Regions from separate parts of the Canis lupus genome. Here region 2 is linked to region 1. Evidence: chromatin contacts called from public Hi-C data. All regions are on one chromosome and are shown on one strand. Each heading gives the region's core, a stretch centred on a gene start, on an enhancer-like site or on the middle of the called end of the contact. The rest is flanking DNA. Distances are from core to core; before and after follow the strand shown. Region 1 holds the start of ETFRF1 (electron transfer flavoprotein regulatory factor 1). Region 2 has its middle 110 kb from the start of KRAS.

What was found. Hi-C and Micro-C count contacts between places; a contact is called where the count stands out from the background.
Region 2: a Hi-C map of liver shows a contact between it and region 1, with 3 times the contacts expected there. The contact joins the enhancer-like site here to the promoter of ETFRF1 in region 1. A contact is called at or near these places in 2 of 9 Hi-C or Micro-C datasets (liver and skin fibroblasts).

Annotation. Positions count from the first base shown.
Region 1 is chr27:24,234,839-24,241,084 of UU_Cfam_GSD_1.0, forward strand. ETFRF1 (electron transfer flavoprotein regulatory factor 1) reads left to right here and starts at 3,365. Exons shown (of 3, transcript XM_038577093.1): 1 at 3,365-3,518. CFAP94 (dynein intermediate chain CFAP94, axonemal) reads right to left here and starts at 3,388. Exons shown (of 16, transcript XM_038577082.1): 1 at 3,231-3,388. The coding sequence starts at 3,233.
Region 2 is chr27:24,394,762-24,400,771 of UU_Cfam_GSD_1.0, forward strand. No RefSeq gene overlaps it. Among named protein-coding and RNA genes, the nearest start is that of KRAS, 110 kb to the left of the region's middle. Within about 2 kb of position 4,675, at least 18 of the 20 cell types and tissues checked have an H3K27ac peak or open chromatin away from gene starts, as enhancers often do. A contact at or near this core is called in liver, where this site is marked.

The DNA of each region.
Region 1 (6,246 bases), core at 2,115-4,614:
GATAAATTTTTAAAACCTCAGATATTTAACAAAAGTACCAAGATTCATATTAAATGTGAAATTAGGAGAAGCCGGGTAAAAAAGCATAAGGAAACTCTCTGCATCATCTTTGCAACTTTCGTGTAAATCTAAAATTACCTCAAAATAAAGTCTTTTTAAAAAGAATTTAGACAAAACTATAAGCAGGTCTAGGTGAAACTAAAATAGTTCACCTACTAAAGCACCTTTTTGAATTATACACTTTTTAAATCTTACACTCTTTCTTGACAGTCACTCAGTGTCTTATATATAATGAAATGACCTACCACTACCTGCTACCAGAGTAGCAATCAGGGAGGTACTGATTTAAAAGGCTCCAAGGAACAATAAGTGATTGACTAAATATTGGCACTGATGTCAAATTTGAAAGTGTGGAAATTATAAATAAATAATCTTTCTAAAAATAAATAAATAAATAAATAAATAAATAAATAAATAAATAAATAAATAATCTTTCTGTAAAATTAGATTGTTGGTTGTATAGACAAAGAGTCAGTTATTTAAATCAGGCAAAGCTATGATAAAATGATTCTGTTCAGCAACATGTTTTAAAGCAGATCTATTCCTCTTTGGAAATTATTTTGGAAAGCCCAGGATTGCAATAAATATTTATTAGGATTATCATTACATGTGTTTTTCAATTAATACTACTTGTAATTTCCTGATTAGGCTCATGAGTTCATAAGATTTCTAATAGGGAGAAAAGATGTAGGAAATCATGTGACTATGAGATTATGTGCATTCCACATCTGAAGACCTATCCAGGAGAAATTACTGGTTCAAGCTATAAGATTATCACTGTATTAAATATAATTGTTGAAACTGACATGAACCAGTAGATTTTATCTTCTTGAAAGTACATTTATTTCATTAATTCATTTAGCAAGTATTTATTAGTGATTTGCACACAGGGTGCTCTGGGACACTGGAGATGATATAAAGAGGAATAGCAGAGACTTTGCTCTCATAAAATTTTTACAATTGGGTTCTATTTTTATTATCATATTTGCTATCAATTAATAGTTAATAGACTTACATCTTGAAAAAAGTACTATATAGCAGAATATGCTGTTCCTGTTCTCAAGTAGCCATGTTTTAAGATGGGCAAATTATCATCTCTCACTAGTGCTTTTAATGTCCTTATCCTAACCCCTCCTGCAAATCATAAAAGCATCATGTAGTAGAGTACAGTTGGCCCTTGGACAACACAGGGGTTGGAGTGCTGACCCCCATGCAGTCAAAAATCCACATATAACTTTTAACTCCCCCAAAACTTAACTAATGGCCTATTGTTGACTAGAAGACTTACTCATAACGTAAACAGTTAACACATATTTTGTATGTTATATGTATTATATACTATGACAAAATAAGCTTAAGAAAAGAATTATTAACAAAATGATTAAAAATACATTAACAGTATTAGACTGTATTTAGCCTAAAAATATCTGCCTATAAGTGGATTCCTGCGGTTCAGAGTGAATCAGTGTTATTCAAGAGTCAACTGTAGCTCTCAAAGTTCAGAGAGCTTGTTAAAAAAATGCATATTTCTGCAGTAAAAGTGTACACACTTCTCCCTCCCCATTGTGGTTCAGTAGATATTATGGATTGAACTGCATCCCCGCAAAATTTGTACATTGAAATCCTATCCCACGGTATCTCCAAATCTTATCTTATTTGGAACTGGGGTTGTTGTTGATGTAATTAGTTAAATTAAGATGAGATCAAAATGGAATAGGATAGCCTTTAATCCACTATAACTGGTATCCCTATAAAAAGGAGAAATATGGACACAGACATGCACACATAAAGAACACCATATAACGAGTGGGGGGGTATGTTGCCACAAGCCAAGAACTACCAGAAGCAAGCAAAGAGGTCTGAACAGATGCCTCCACTTGCAAAAGGAGCAGAGGCCTGGAAATACCTTGATCTTGGATTTATCAGCCACCAGAGTTTTCAGCCAACAGTAAGTTTCTACTGCTTAAGCCGTTTTGTTTCACTTTGTTACTTGGCAGCCCTGGAAACTAATACAGTAGATTTGTTTGGAGTCCAGGATGTTGCTGGAATCTGAATCTTAACAAGTATTCCAGATGTTAGAAGCAAATATTCCAGGAACATTTTGAAAAACGTTGCTAGAATGATAAGATGAAATTTGTGTTCCATTGGAAAATAGAGGCTTATTGTTCCCTCAATTTATCAGCAGCTTTAAGTCAGCTTAATGTCCATATACTTCTGGTTCTTCTCACATGACCATTCTCCATCAATTCTGGTAAACTCATATTCATACTTTAAAACACAGTTTGAAAAGCATTGTTCTTCCCTTTCTGTGCCCTTTCCCACCCCAATTTCATCATTTCCAATTTAATCTTACTCCATTGTAGACATTTCAATATTACAGTTAAAAACCTGTATTCTTACTTGGTTAGCCTGTCTCCAACAGCAGGGAGGGTTTGTAATATTCATTTTTAGATCCCTACTTCTAGCCTAGTGTCAAATGCAAAGAATGTACCCCGTATTTCCCCTTAGTTAACGAATTAAATACATTTCCTACTTCCTTTGGTTTTAATCATAGAAAACGGAAGTCACGTTTAAGAAAATGGGAACAGAGATAATTTCATACGGGCAGGTTGGTCTGTGTTCTTGAAAAAGACATGACAGCTGAGGAGTTCATTAAGACAAGCAGCTTTATTATATTTAATAAATTCAAGGCAAGCGGAGTAACTCGAGTCACAAAGCAATTCGTATTCCCACAAAAGACCACATAGAATAACTTTTCAAAGAAGCGTTAATTCCAACGGTTGTTCATGAACTACCGAGGAGGCGCAAAAACACATTTTCGCCAAGCTGCCAATGAAAAAAAAGCAATTTGATGGAAACGTCGAGCATTCTCAGAAATTACCAAGGTGAGGCCAATTCTGAAACGTAGCAGCAGTGCGAGGTTAGGACACTACTGGACCGCACTGACCGTCCCGTGTGCAAACGCCGGTTTGCGACTCATCCCGGACGGGAAGACCACACATCACGGAGGCTGGTTCCCCACGGGGGTAAGGGTTCTTTCTTAAACCCACCCGCTCCCCTCTAAAACATGTCAGGCTCTTATTACATCATTTAACACGGGTGAATCACTGCTCGCCCCTTCACCTGCCCCCCCCCCCCACACACACACACACACACTTTTCCTTGCTCACCATTCTGCAGCGAGCACAACCTCTGCAGGCGGCCAAATCGGAGCTCAGAGTCGTCGTGCGGACGAACGCTCCCGCGTTGTCAGGACGACAAGCCCCGCCCACTCGCGCCCAGGGGAAAGGGCGCAAATCCTCACGTACGGGTCCGCGCAATCGCGCTGGGGTTCTTCCGGGAGGCGCCCCGCCCCCTTCCCTGACTGGCTCCCGGACACCCACACCCACCCTGCTTTGCGGTTGACAGATCCCGGAGTCGAAGCGGTCGGAGGCCGTAAAGGCTGTGCCTGCCGGAAAGTGCGTGAGTGCGGCCGCCGGGGCGTTTTCTTTTCCCAGATCCTGGGGTCTGGAGGCGGTGAAGTATGGTCTGGGCAGGGCCCGTCAGGTGTGGCACGGGGGGTTCTGAACGCCTTCCGACGCTGACGGTCTCTTTCTCACTAGGAGTGTGTTGGGACGCATCTGTGTGTGAGGGATTCCAGAAGGAAGGGAGCCGGCGGCTACGCGACTGCGTGATGTGACTGACACCCACTCGAGGGGGCCGCCTCTTCCACCGCAGCTTAGGCCCGAGGAGGGGGATGGGCCCGACTGGCAGTTTAGGGAGGGAGGCAAACCACTTGGTTCTGAGAGGGTTGGTTATTTTGGAATTAATGACCTTTGGATTCTTCTCTCTGCACAGGGTGCAGTTTACTTTCTGTGCAAAGCTATGTCATGCCGTTTTTCCTCAGGGCGGCTCTTCAACAAGACTGGAAATTACCTGAAGCAATTCCTGGGTAAAGGATTTCCTACAGTTGGAGGTCACTGAGGCCTAGCAAGACTCCTTCAGCCCAAGGTCACAGGCTGATTGTACCAGCCAGGAGCATAACCTTCAGAATTTCAGTCTCCTCCCCACATGAGTAAACCACTGGCAACTTAGACCAGCAGGAAAACTAGAAGAAATTAAGAAATTAAGCTCCTCCAAAATCTCAATTCTTTGACTTTAGGGCCATGTTTTAGCAAGACAAAACATCAAATACCTTTTTTTTTTTTTAATTTATTTATTCATGAGAGACACAGAGAGAGAGAGAGAGAGAGGCAGGCTCCATGCCTGGAGCCCGATGCAGGACTCGATCCCAGGACTCCAGGATCACGCCCTGGAGCCAAAGGCCGACGCTCAACCGCTGAGCAACCCGGGCGTTCCAACATGGAATACTTTAAAATCACTGGCATCCGTTTCTTATCTCTGAATTGTAGTTTTATAATGTTCTCTCCCTTTCAACTTTATTGACTACATGTATTAGTAAATAAGTATTACTGAGCCAGTCTTTGTGGGCTGAGGTGTTGTTACTCCCACTGTAACAGAAATCCAGGTTGTAAAATATGACATCCCATCCCCCAACCCCTGCAAAATAAAAAACATCTTAATGTCCACTTCATATAAAGTTTGAAGCCATTTGCTATGGAAGTGAGTTTTTGTTCTAGTGTTTATAAAACCTCAGTCAACTCAATTTGGATTGATGGGCGAAATTACCTGTAGGGAAGAGGACTTGGTCACGCTCTCACTCTAAGCCACCTCCCTCCTAGGGAGGAGGGATTGCTAGTGATGTGTTAAAAAGAACATACTAGACTGTTTTAGGGACACTATGCTGTAAAAACTATCCCCGTGACTTTGGTTCTCCTCTAGGACTTTTCTTGCAAGCTGCTAAGTGAAAGGGCGGTTTCCTGTTCTGCCTTCAGACAGGCATAGTATCCACCCATTCGGGATACTATGCTCCTTTCAACTCCTATAATCTGGCTTCCTAGGATGCCTTGACCAAGCCAAATGTCAGTCTTAAGGCGTAAAAATCTTTTGACACCTAGTTCTGATGACCTATCCTTTGGATCTGGTGTTAAGAGTTTTTTACATGAAGCTTTTTTAGGCTTAACCAATTCGGGAAAACACACTTTCCTGTTTGAAGCTGTTTGAAGTCAAAATCTACCAGAAACCAATAAACAGTAACATTGCACTGCTTTTCTCTGCCCGTTTTCCTTCAGCTTTTATTGCCATCCGAACTTCATGAGGAAGAATTAACAACAGCTTTGGCCACCAGTAAAATGACAATTCATAGTTAACCCAGGACTGGAGTTAGTTAAGTCTGAACTCCTTAGCTCACAGTCATTGGAAAAAAGCTATCAGTGGCGATTGTTGCTTCTTCCCCTTGCCCACCACACACTGTCTCAGAATGATAGGGGGCTTCTCTCAGCCTAATAGTTTGGCTCTTTACAAGTAACCTCCATAACTTCATGTAGGGTTAAGGAGCAGCCCCAGGTCCCTGCTGCATTTTAATTTCACCAATTGTGAACCCAGAGTGAACTTTCTCCGAATGGCTAATAAACTTAAATGCCTGAAGGACAACATAAAATAATAATGATAAACTGCCTTAATTTCTGTAAATCAGCATATCAAAGAACAAGACAATTTTGCTCTAGTCAAACCAGCTACATTTTTTTTGCTGGGCTAATCCTCTATTATGTATGATTTTTTAAAAAGGCAATAGCTTAAAAGGACAGTTTAAGCTTTAACAAATTACAAATTTGGAGTTAAAGCTGTGTTCCTTGCCAGAAAATTAAACAGGCTATAATTTGCAATTTGACAGTATGTCTGTGTAGATTTAGAATCATTTTTAAAGCATGTGATTCTTAAGAGCCATTCTTCAATAAGATTAAACCACTGGAAACTGGCTCTCAGGGAAAAAAAATTTTTTTGAATTGAAATTAGCTATTAATATAGTAGTTTAAAAATGAACCCTTCTAATTTCATTCCCTTTCAAAACTCCACTGATCTTCAGTGAAGGGATATAAAAATAAACTGGAAAAATGAGAGAGATGACATCAGTAAAATTTTGGGAGCTGCAAACCAGATGAATGAATGTGACTCAACACACCAGAAAAGCCCGATTTATACTGCATAATTCTCCAAAGGCATTGGAACAAAGACAATGGAATTGGAAATGAAAAATGAAGTAAATCAGAGATTAAGTGAAAACTATTTGAAAAACACCTCTAGAGG
Region 2 (6,010 bases), core at 3,425-5,924, 160 kb after region 1:
TCCTTTTCTGAAGGTGGCTTCCCCCTAGAAAGGATTTGGGGAGATATATTCTCTTGTAAAACCAACAAAATACCTGACCCCCAGGGAAACAGTAGATATGAGGCACTTTGCTTGCTAACAGCAGAGTTTCAGTCAAAAATCAAGCCTAGGGATCCCTGGGTGGCGCAGCGGTTTGGCGCCTGCCTTTGGCCCAGGGCGCGATCCTGGAGACCCAGGATCAAATCCCATGTCGGGCTCCCGGTGCATGGAGCTTGCTTCTCCCTCTGCCTATGTCTCTGCCTCTCTCTCTGTGTGTGTGACTATCATAAATAAATAAAAATTAAAAAAAAATAAAATAAAATCTTAAAAAACAAACAAAAATCAAGCCTAGGTGTTTTTAAAAAATAAGAAAAAAGTTTCGTGATGTAGCAGGATTCTAGGAACCTACTGTAAATATCTTTCACTTACTTGGGGGAGATAAAGGCTAACAATAATAGGCACAAAGCATCAAATGATAACTCCTAAGTTTCATTATTTATGTTATTTTTTTTTAAGTAGCCTCCACTCAACATGGGGCTCGAACTCACAACCCTGAGGTCAAGAGTCACATGCTCTACTGACTGAGCCACTCAAGCGCCCTCAGCTTCATTTTAGCAAGTGGAAGGAAAGACAATTCAGATTTACCCAAAGTCTTTTAGGTTCTGGTGATTCAATATACATATTTTATCTAATCTTCACATCCCCAATCAATCTTACAAGCACTTCCTTCCAGAGTACTTTCTACTCTCTGCCTCACACTGCACCAGGCATGAAGGAAAGAAAGGTGGAGAGGGTAGATACCATCCCTCTCCTTGTGGAACTGCCAATCCAAGTAGTTCTCAACCTTTCTTCCATCCTAGCCCACTTGAGGGGCACACCGTAATGTCATAAGTGCCAGGGGCTCACTGTGTTGTGATTTTCAAAACGTATTCATGGCAGATTGGGAGTGGGGAAGGTTGGGTAGGGTTTGGGGGTGCAGGTTGACAAAGCACCCTGATTCTGATATCTCTCCCTTCCACATGAATAAGGACACAGATTCAGCAAAGTTTAAAGGCACTTAGTATGCAGTGTATAAGTGCTATGATGCGAAAGCAGTTCACTGAGCAAGCTCAGAAGCATCTAGAGTGGAGTTGGGGGGAGGTCAAAGAGCTTTCTGGAGGAAGTAACATACAATGAGAACTGAAAGAGTAGTAGGAGCTGTTAGGAGGGAAGAGGATGGGAAAACATGGTATGGCAGTATTTATTCTAGGAGCAGCTTATGGTAAAGCTCGGAAAAACAACAAAAGAATCAGGTGCTATTCGAAGAATTAAAACAATTTAAGAATGGCTGAAGGCTGGAGTGTAAGAAAGAGGAACAGCTTGATACCTAGGTCTGGATCTTATTCTGAAGGGCTTTGTAACCCATGCCCTGCTTCATTCTGAGGGCAGTGGAAGCCACTGAAGGGGATTGAGGAAGAGGATATGGCTGCACAGTGAAGAAGGTTTTAGGGACTGGTAGACAGAACACAGCTAACAGCTTGATGCATGGTAGGAGTTGGCCATTAATTGGATGTATTGATTAAGGGAAAGAGGGATTAGGTAGGTTTTGACTTGAACACCAGTGGGGGAGGGGGGGATACAAAGGCAGGGCAGACCTTTTACCATAGGTGGCTGGGAGGCAGATACCAGTTCAGCTTGGAGCATTTAAGTTTGAGGTGTCCAAGTGGGGACTTTTACCTATAGTCAGAGACATAGATCTGGAGCTCAGAGAAAAGAGCTGGGCAAGAGAGAAGGGTTCCAATGGTAGCAGGGCCGGTGGCCTGAATAAAATCATCTGGGAAGAGTGTAAGTGAGCAAAGACCTAGCAGAGGGCAGGGATTTTGATCTTTTAATACCAGCATTTAAAGAACTAGAGGAGGTAGCAGAGGAGAATGTGAGGAGCAAAGCTATCAGAAGTGTAGCAGGTTACCTTCCATTTCACAGACGAGGAAACTGGGTTCCACATTTCACAGCGTGTCTAAGGCCTTCCAGCTGGGATGGGGCAGAAATGAGCTTCAACTTCTATCAGGCATCTGGCTTTCAAATTACTTGTTTCTATTATAGGCATACCTTGTTTTATTACACTTGGCTTTATTGCACTTGGAAGATACTGCAATTTTTTAAAATATATACAAATTGAAGGTTTGTGGCAACCCTGCATCGAGCAAGTCTATTGGCAGAGTTTTTCCAACAGCATGTGTTCACCTCATGTCTTTGTCACATTTTGGTTAATTCTTGCAGTATTTCAACCTTTTAATTATTGTACTTGTGATCACTGATTACAACCTGCTGGAAGCTCAGATGATGGTTAGCATTTTTATTTTATTTATTTATTTTTATTTATTTTTAAATAAATCTGTATCTATTACCTGTGATCACTGATTACAACCTGCTGGAAGCTCAGATGATGGTTAGCATTTTTATTTTATTTATTTATTTTTATTTATTTTTTTGATGGTTAGCATTTTTAGCAATGAAGTATTTTATTTTATTCAGGTGATCTCTATACCCAACGTGGCACTCGAACTCACAACCTTGAGACCAAGAGTTGCATATTCCTCTGACTGAGCCAGCCAGGTGCCTCAGCAATAGAATATTTTAAGTTCTAAATGTGAAAACATTTTTTTTGACATAATGCTATTGCACACTTAACAGACTACAGTATAGTGCAAACATAACCTGTATATAAACTGGGAAACCAAAAAATTAATTTGATTCACTTTATTATGACATTTGCTTTATTGCAATGATCTGGAACTGAATCTGCAGTATCTCCCAAGTATACCTGTGTACACAGTTGTGGTTGTATAAGCAGGTCCTTATAAGCCTTTCCTCGTTTGGATTTCCCTTCCCAGACACTAATCACAATCTTCCAAAAGCACAGGCAGTTTCCCTTCCCTGCTCGCTCCGTTGCCCAGATGCTAGAGAAGAGGATAAGGCAACCAACAGGGAAAACAAAGACCAGACTCCTCTGACCTTGATTTAGGCTCTGTGCTAATTCTGAACGTGGCCTCAATCCTTATTTACATGATAATCTCACTCAGTTCTTTCGATTCCCTATAAGCTTAATGGGGAGAAAAGGATTTCACATTATCCAATGGCCTGCGCTAAAAATGAGGTGCTATATAAAGTTAATCATTAAACAGTTTATAAGATACTGTTGCAAACAGGGCAAATGAGAAAATTAGCTTAGGTAACTTGGGTTTTCCCAAGATCTCTCTTATCTAAAGAGACTAAACCTGCTAAGCCTGCCACATGACACCCACCAGTTTAACCAAGACTAGGTTTGGGTTGGTTTTTAAGTAATCTTCACCCCCAACACGGGGCTAGAACTCACCACCCTGAGATCAAGAGTCACGTGCTCCACTGACTAAGCCGGCCAGGTGCCTCATGACCAGGGCAGGTTTATTATAGTGCATAGGATATCAGGGCTGAATAAAGGTGCGGGGCGCGGTGGGCCTGGAAGCTCCCCCAGACCACAGTCGTCTCCCCTCCACCCTCCAGGTGGCCCAGAGAGGTTAACGCTGTGGGCTTTGGAGTCCGGCTGCCCGCGTCCCCCTCCCCCTGCCTGGTGGACGCTCGGGTTCTTGGAATCGGTTTCCTTATCTGTAAACCGGGGATAATAGTACGCACGCACCTCATCCAGCTGCTGGGAGATAAAGTCGGACAAAGCCCTGAGCAAGCTGCATTTGCACAGAACAGTCAACAATCATTAGCTATCGTCACCACCTTTTTTGTGTGCGTGTTAAGCTTTGCCCAGGGGTGGAGCGGGCCGGAGCCTGGAACCGGTTGCCAAGGTTACCTCGTAATGACCCCGACCCGGGGAGCGGAGGAGCAGCGGCGCAGGTGAAGCTCGCGGCCCGCTCCACACGCCCAAAGGCAAAACTGTGCTCATTCACAACACTCTGCCGGTTCACGTCGGTCAGGAGGGGTCGAAGGAGCGCTGACCCGGCCCCAGATGATGGTTTCCTGTGCCCAGGCCCTGACAAGGTGGGGGGGTGGGGGGCCCTCGTCCCTTCCTACACGTGGCTGGGCCTTCTCCTCCACCAGCCGCCCCTCGGCTGGGGTCGACGTGCGCCGGCGCCGCCCCAGGACAGCAGCCCAGCCCTCCGCGCCGCCCCCCCGCCCCCCCGGAATTTAGGACCTCCAGCTGAGCGCCGGGCTACCTTCGAAAGGAATTGGCTGTGGCTTCTAAGAAGCCGGCGGGGGAGGGCGACGCGCAGCAGCTCGGGGCTGCCCGGACGCCCCCCTCCCCTTTTGCGGCGAAGCCCCGCAGCGCCCAGCACCCCGGGCCGCGGCCGGCCAGGCCTCTCCAAGAACTCAAAGGGGGAAATGTGGGGGAGGAAGCCGGCCAGCCCTGCAAACGCAACGGCTGCACTTCGGGGCTCTCCGCTGCTCTGACGTAATGCCAGCTTCCTGCTCTCGCGCTGCAGCGTGCAGCCCGCTGGCGGGGAGCCTGGAGATCCGCCGACCGCGCGCCGAGATCATCATTGCCACTATCTTGCCATTTATTTTCCGCGAGGACGCTTTGACTGGCCCACTAGCCCCGCCCCCGAATTCCACGGCTTTGGGCTTTTCGGGCCCTATCGCCCTCCCCTCCCCCCAGGAAGGCCGCCCTCTGCGGAGCACAGCCCAGCGCCAGGAAACGGCGCCCGCTCGGGGCTCAAGTGTGGGGCCGGGGCGGGGTCGGTTCAAACGTTCTGCCCCCTTCTCAGCCACCCCCCCCCCGCGCGCCCGCCCCGGGGGCTGGGAGATCCCACATCCCTGCCTTTGTTTTAAGTCAAACTATTGCCGAAGCTGCAGCATTTCCTCCCCCTCTCCAGACACCGAGGCTGGGAAGTGGGTAAAAACCGCCGCGGAGCGTGCTCGGACGCCCCCCCACGTCCGACACCCCCACTGGGATGGGACCGGCAGCGACCGCTCCGCCACCGCACGCGCCGGGCTAAATGCGCCGCCGCCGCCGCCGCCGCCGCCGCCCAGCCGAGCCCGGGGAGACTCCCAAGGGCTCTTTAAATACGATCTATAAATACTACGGGCTCGGGGCGCGCGCGTCAGGGCAGAGGCGGCCTCCCATTGGCTGTCGTGATCCTGCTTATTTGCATAGGCGGATTGCTCAACCGGGCGGCGACCTCGGCCGCGAGCGCCCCTCCTCCGCCGGCGGCGCGCGGGGACCGCGGAGGGGCTGCGGGGCGGCCGGGCGGCGGGCGGCGCCGCCAGCGCTGCGGGCCCTGTAGGTCTCGGGCGGTGCAGCAGTGCTGCGGGATGCAGATTGCTTCCCAGAAGGATCACTTTGGGGAAGCCGGAGGCCCGCCCTTTTAGACTTTTTTTTTTTTTTGCTTTTATCCGAAAGAAAAGGCACCAAGTTTTAAGGGTTTATAACCCGAGCAAACGCTCAAGGTGGATCGCAGAGGCACCACGTGGGAGTGCGACTCGCATCGAGAGTCCTGTCCAATGACTTGCGACTTGGGGTGTTCAAAAATGGCTTTTGCATACATGATCACTGAGAAGACCTCATGAGCTTGAAAATGAAACAAGGAGGGTTCGGAAGATGCAAGATGTAGGATGCCTCCTCGTTTCAGTCTTTAGTTTTTTTTTTTTTTTTAAATGAGCCAGTTAGCTAATCCAAACGGCTATCCGGAAACTTTCCCCACGGTTCTTGCAGAAGAGAATCTCTTGTAGCAATTGAAAATGTGCAGCAACTTGACCCTGCCCGGGGTTGGTTCGCTCTGGGAGCCGGTGGTGGGGAAGGTCAGGGAGGGAGGAACCGACCACGGTTTGCAAACCAGGAAGCAATCCTATGTTGTGGACTGTAGAAGGGCACAGAAGGTTCTGTCCAGAAAAGAGCTGTAGATCAGGCGAGGAAAAATGCAGATAGTGTCATATATTCATAGTCGGATGTTTCAAAATCATTTATCTCTGCAGGTTGTGAACTGAGGGTGGGGACTTTCTGCTGTTTGTTCCAAACACCTTGGGT